2 separate regions of the Oryctolagus cuniculus genome follow, and region 1 is linked to region 2. A link is a contact called in public Micro-C data. All regions are on one chromosome and are shown on one strand. Each heading gives the region's core, a stretch centred on a gene start, on an enhancer-like site or on the middle of the called end of the contact. The rest is flanking DNA. Distances are from core to core; before and after follow the strand shown. Region 1 overlaps DNMBP (dynamin binding protein). Region 2 holds the start of DNMBP (dynamin binding protein).

Region 1 (2,700 bases), core at 113-2,612, 41 kb after region 2:
TTCTTAGTAAAATGTTGGAGAATCAGAGAAGAAAACAGAGATCTGGAAGATTTTAAAGGCAGAACCAGTTAGATTTAAGGGAAGCAAGGTTTGCAGTAAAAATGACATGGGCATTGATTGGGTCAAGCAGCTTTGGTAAACAGGTTGAGTAAATTGCCTGGCAATGGTCTGGGTTTGACCCAGGCACCCTGGCTTTAGAACCTTGCTAGGCACTGTGCAGGAAGTGCTGGCTGCAGCTCTTCACTCGGTGTCTGGCACACGGTATACTCAGATGGCGGTCGCTGTGACTAGTGGACTGTCGGCTGTGGAGGATGAAGTCCCAGGTTTTAATGCTTGGCTGGGCAGGTGTGTCAGACACCGCCATCAGTGTCGTGTATACAGACAAAGCTGGACGGTAACACTGTGTGTGAAGAGCTGGTTAGTGGCCAGCGCCACGGCTCACTAGGCTAATCCTCCACCTAGCGGCGCTGGCACACCGGGTTCTAGTCCCGGTTGGGGTGCCAGATTCTGTCCTGGTTGCCCCTCTTCCAGGCCAGCTCTCTGCTGTGGCACGGGAGGGCAGTGGAGGATGACCCAAGTGCTTGGGCCCTGCACCCGCATGGGAGACCAGCAGAAGCACCTGGCTTCTGGCTTCTGATCAGCGCGATGCGCTGGCCGTAGCATGGCGGCCATTGGAGTGTGAACCAATGGCAAAAAGAAGACCTTTCTCTGTCTCTCTCACTGTCCACTCTGCCTGTCACAAAAAAAAAAAAAAAAAAAAAAAAAAAAAAAAAAAAAAAAGGCTGGTTAGCTTAATTTTAGGTGAATGGAACTAGAGATTTTTTCCTGAAGTTCAATAATTCATTTGTTCACCACAAATCGTATATGCTGGCACTGCTATAGGCCAGTGAATGAAACAGGCAAAAAATCTCTTTCCTCACAGACTTTGTGTTCTAAAAGGGTTTGAAAAATGATCTTTGCGCTTCAGATTCCAAGTGACTCTACAGGTGGGAGCGCAGCACCGGCCCCTGACGGGAGAAGGGCTCTTGGCACCGGAGACGTTTCTGGTGTCCCGGAAGTCACGCCGCACGGCCAGTCATCTCTGTTTCCCCTCAAACGCTCCCCTTGTTCTGATGGTCTCCGCGATCCCTTTGACTTCCAGTGGGAGTTGGTGGAGCAGCTCACTGAAGCTGTCTCTGATTCAGTTTCCAAACCTCTGCTCGGGCCCCTGACGCAGGCCCGGCGTGAGTCATGGAAGTTGCTGTTCATGGGGTGTGCAGGGCCGGGAGGACCGAGGTGGCGCTCGGCACGGCGTCTGCACACGCGAGCCTTGTCGGTCAGCGAGGCTTGGTCTGGCCTCGCCGCGGGTGTGGACTTGGCAGCGATTACACGCTCCGTCCAGCCGAGTAGGAGGTCGGTCAGGAAAAGCGCTCATTGTGCCAGATTCTCCTCTGCTCTGAGTCATTCTCTGGGAGAGTGAAAGGTCTCAGGCAGAAGCTGTAACTCTTCAGATCCCTGGGATTACCCCGTAATGTAAGAGAGTTGCCCTCTAGTCACCTGGGCCTCTGCTCATTATTGTTCTATATAACAACATGTACGGTTAGTCTGATAGAGAAGTGAAATTTGAGAAAATGTAGTATAAGAAGGCAAACAATAAAAAGGTAACCTTGACCAATCTTGAAGAGGTGTTTTAATAACATATAGATGGCTAAGAGGTTTGTATTGTTTGCTTTTTAAAAACATATGTAGGCGCCACCCTTGTGCAGAAATGTGACATCTGGCAATTTCAGCCTTCTGGAAGACGGCCAGAAAACGAGCAGGCCTCAGAGGCTGTGAAAAGTAACTTGGAAAACTGTAGCACTAACGCATGTCTCTTACCATCACGGAAGAGCTTGTTAGCATCTTATTTAGAACTTGTTTACTTTTGTGTTTTGGGAACTCCTAATAATTTTGGTGCAGTATGTGTGTTCCTCCAATGCAGGCAGGTTGTAAGCAGCAATCCAGCAACAGGGTGGGAATGTTGATGAGAAGGTGAGCTGGGAGCAGAGGACAGACTGACCTCAAGAGAGAAGGCCTAGAAGTTGCCCAGTACTGTTATGTGTTACAGCATCATACAGTAGTACAGATGTTAACAATGGACTTGGGCCAGGCAGCCACAGAGTAAATCATAATTCAGGGTCTTCTGTTGAAGAAAGCAGGGAGGTATATACTGTGTCCAATTTTTTAAAAAAGATTTATTTATTTATTTGAAAGAGTTAGAGGAAGAGTCAGAGATCTTCTGTCTGCTGGTTCACTCCCCAAATGGTCACAATGGCTGAGGATGGGATGGGATGAAGCTAGAAGCCAGGAACTCCATCTAGGTCTTCCACATGAGTAGCAAGAACAGAAGTACTTGGGCCATCCTCTGCTGCCTCTCCAGGCACATTAACAGGGAGCTGGATTGTAAGTGGAGTAGCTGGGACTTGAACCAGTGCTTAGGTGGGATGCTGGCCTTGCAGGCATCAGCTTAACTTGCTGCACCACAACACTGGCCCCACAGTGTATTTATTTTATTTTATTTAAAAAAATTATTTATTTACCTGAAAGAGTTACACACACAGAGAGAGAGAGGTCTTCAATCCACTGGTTCACTCCCCAATTGGCCACAACAGCCAAAGCTGCACTAGTCTGAAGCCAGGAGCCAAGAGCTTCTTCCGGGTCTCCCACATGGGTGCAGGGGCC
Region 2 (2,700 bases), core at 80-2,579:
AAGTAAACCTTAAAAAACAAAAAATCAAAAAACAAAAAACAAAAAAACAACAACTAGAAACTCAGAGGGGTGGGATCGGCACTTTTGTCTTGCTGAAGGCAGCTCCTGGGGAGAAGCAAACCTGTTGCAGAGCTTTAGATGTCAGAGGGCGGGGACACAGTACCCATCCCAGGGCTGGAATTGTCAGCAAGCTGAGCATTAACCTCCTTTGGAGTTTCTGGAACTCGCTATCCTAGGTGCTTCTGAGGCCCGATGTCAAGGCCGTGCTGGGGCTACTGTTTATGAAGATGACGCCATTGAGCCATTTCTAGTGCCGCTACATCGCGGGTGAACCTCGGGCACATCAGGCTGGAGGAAGTGAGCCTGCACTGTATATCCCGCTTCTAGCAGGCATCCAGAGAAGTCAACTCCTAGAGAGAGAAGACAGAACGGGGGTTGCCATTGCCTGGGGAGCGAGTTAGGCACTGAGGTGTGCGGAGCTTCAGCCTGGGAAGATGAAAACTGTTGGGGATGAGGGGGTGCTGGGGTGGCGGCACAGCCCTGGGAATGCGCTTAAGGCCACCGAGCTGCGCACTGAAAAAACTCTTCAAAGAGTAATGATCTGACATCCAAGAAAAGGCAAAGGAAAGGAGAAAGTGTGTGTCCCCAGGAGGTTTTGGAACCGAAGGTTCCTCTGCGTTCTGCACTGCACAGGGACTGGCTCGCCTTCCTCGGCATCGCCCGGGGCCCAGCCCGGAGACCGGAGACCCACGCCCCAGCGGCTGAAGCCACGCGGCCCGGCAGGTGACCGTGCGGTCTTCAGTGCGCAAAGGACAGCCTGCGGGGTTCACGAAGGATTTAGCGGGTCTCAGCTCTGCTCAGGGCTCGCACTCCGTCATACTCTCGAGAGACTTTCCTCAGAAAGCAACGGGACAGACAGAGCGACCAGCGGCGCGCGCTGCGTGCCTCGACGGGGCGCGGAGGACGGCGCCGCCGTCAGGGACTCGGTGGGACTCCGCGGCTAGGAATTCTTTTTCTGGGTCGGAGGGCGGTGCGGCAGGTGAGGGGACAGCCAGTGGGGGAAGCGAACTCGCCCCTAGCCGGAGCTGCGCGCAGTCAGAGGCGCCTGGTGCACCACGGAGGCGCAAGCTGCACAAGCGGAGCCCGCGTGGAGCAGGGGGCGGAGCCTAGTGCCTCAGTTTCCCCGGGAGAGGCGCTCCGGGCACCGCCCCTCTGACGTCGCTAGGCGGGCGGGACCCGTCCGGCCGCCAGGGGGCGCGAGCGCGGGCCGGGCGCCGGGGAGTGGGCGCGCGGGCAGCGCGGCGCGGCGCCCCGGGGGCCGTGCGGGCCGAGCCGAACGAGGCGGAAGCCTGGGCGGGAGGCGGGGCGGCGCGCTGAGTCACACGGGATCGACCCGCCCGCCGCTTGCAGGGGCAGAGGTGACAGCGGGCCCGGGACGGGCGGCCGCCACTGCCCGCCGCGCCGAGGGACCGCCGGGCAGCGGAGAGCAGGTCAGGAGCTGGGCCGGGCGGGCCGCCGGGGTCGCTGTCCCCTGTCGGGCCGAGGGCACCCGCCCCGATGGGACGCGCCGCGCGGCCGGGCCTCAGCCCTTCCTCGCGGCGGCGCTGCGCTGGGCCGGCCGGAGCCCTCGAAGGGCGGCGGGCGCTGCGGGTCCTCGTCGTTCGGTCCTCGGGCTCGGCCCGGGCGCTCGGCGGGGGTCCCGGAGAGCTCGGGAGGCGCTGAGAGGGCTGCGGGCGTGGGCCGTTGAAATGGTGTCAGACGCCGGGCAGTGCACCGCCCTGCCACTCCGGCAATGGGGCGGAATTCGAAAGCTTGAAAAGAATTCAGCGCTAGCCCGGCCCCTCGGTTTCACACATGCTGGAGCCACGCATCCAGTCGGTAAGGGAGTGCGGGATCCTGTCTGGGAGACGGGGAGGCAAGGTTTCCCAGGAGCGACCCGGCTGGAGACGCAGCCGTGGCCGTGGCGGGGCTGTGTAGTTCCTCGGACACCTGTGTTCTGCTGCGCCCGCGGCCTGATGCCCCCCAGGCGTCGGTGTCCCGAGGATGCTGGTACTGTCAGTTGAACACAGCAGCGTTGGAGTCACCAAGCTGGCCAGGCTCTGGTGCAGATTAGGAGCCGGGAGGAAGGCTCGGCGACAGAGGTCAGTTTTAAATGCAGAGGCAAAACCCTAACAGCCTGAAATGCAGCCTCTCCTTAGCCGTTGCCGGCTGCCTCATTGAAAGCCCAGGAATGAAAGTAGATGTTTTCGGCGCTCACATTCTTCTGCAATACTGGTATCCTCCCTTTAGGTCTGTTTCGCAGTAACGTGGACATCTTGTGTCCACACACTTTCTTGTCATAATTAGTGCTGTTTTGGATTGCGGCAGGCTAGTAGCGAGACTAATATTTAGGGTTCCAGCATAGTTTAACTCTGCCTGTTTACGTAGCTGAGTTACAGGGAGTGAGCAGGGTTGGTTAGTCCCTACTGATGTGTTGCAAGACTGAAGTCCTGGGGAGCAAATAAGGGTGATTCGTCAGAGTGGGTGTTGTGTTTATTGCTTTCAAGGCATGAACTGATTCGAGGTGATGAGCAAGTTTATTCTTCTGCATGCATTTTCTCCAGTATATGGAGTGAAAGGATCTTTAAGGGCTGTGTCTGAAGTTCTGAATTTATATGTTAACATGAAACACATGTCACTCATTGCAACAACAAAAAAAGG

Evidence for each region. Hi-C and Micro-C count contacts between places; a contact is called where the count stands out from the background.
Region 1: a Micro-C map of ear pinna shows a contact between it and region 2, with 3 times the contacts expected there. The contact joins the enhancer-like site here to the promoter of DNMBP in region 2. A contact is called at or near these places in 2 of 6 Hi-C or Micro-C datasets (ear pinna and an unstated tissue).

The regions. Positions count from the first base shown.
Region 1 is chr15:30,120,634-30,123,333 of mOryCun1.1, forward strand. All of the region lies in intron 1 of DNMBP (dynamin binding protein), which reads left to right. Among named protein-coding and RNA genes, the nearest start is that of DNMBP, 41 kb to the left of the region's middle. Within about 2 kb of position 1,363, at least 4 of the 8 cell types and tissues checked have an H3K27ac peak or open chromatin away from gene starts, as enhancers often do. A contact at or near this core is called in ear pinna, where this site is marked.
Region 2 is chr15:30,080,115-30,082,814 of mOryCun1.1, forward strand. It overlaps DNMBP (dynamin binding protein), which reads left to right and starts at 1,330. Exons shown (of 17, transcript XM_051824073.2): 1 at 1,330-1,490.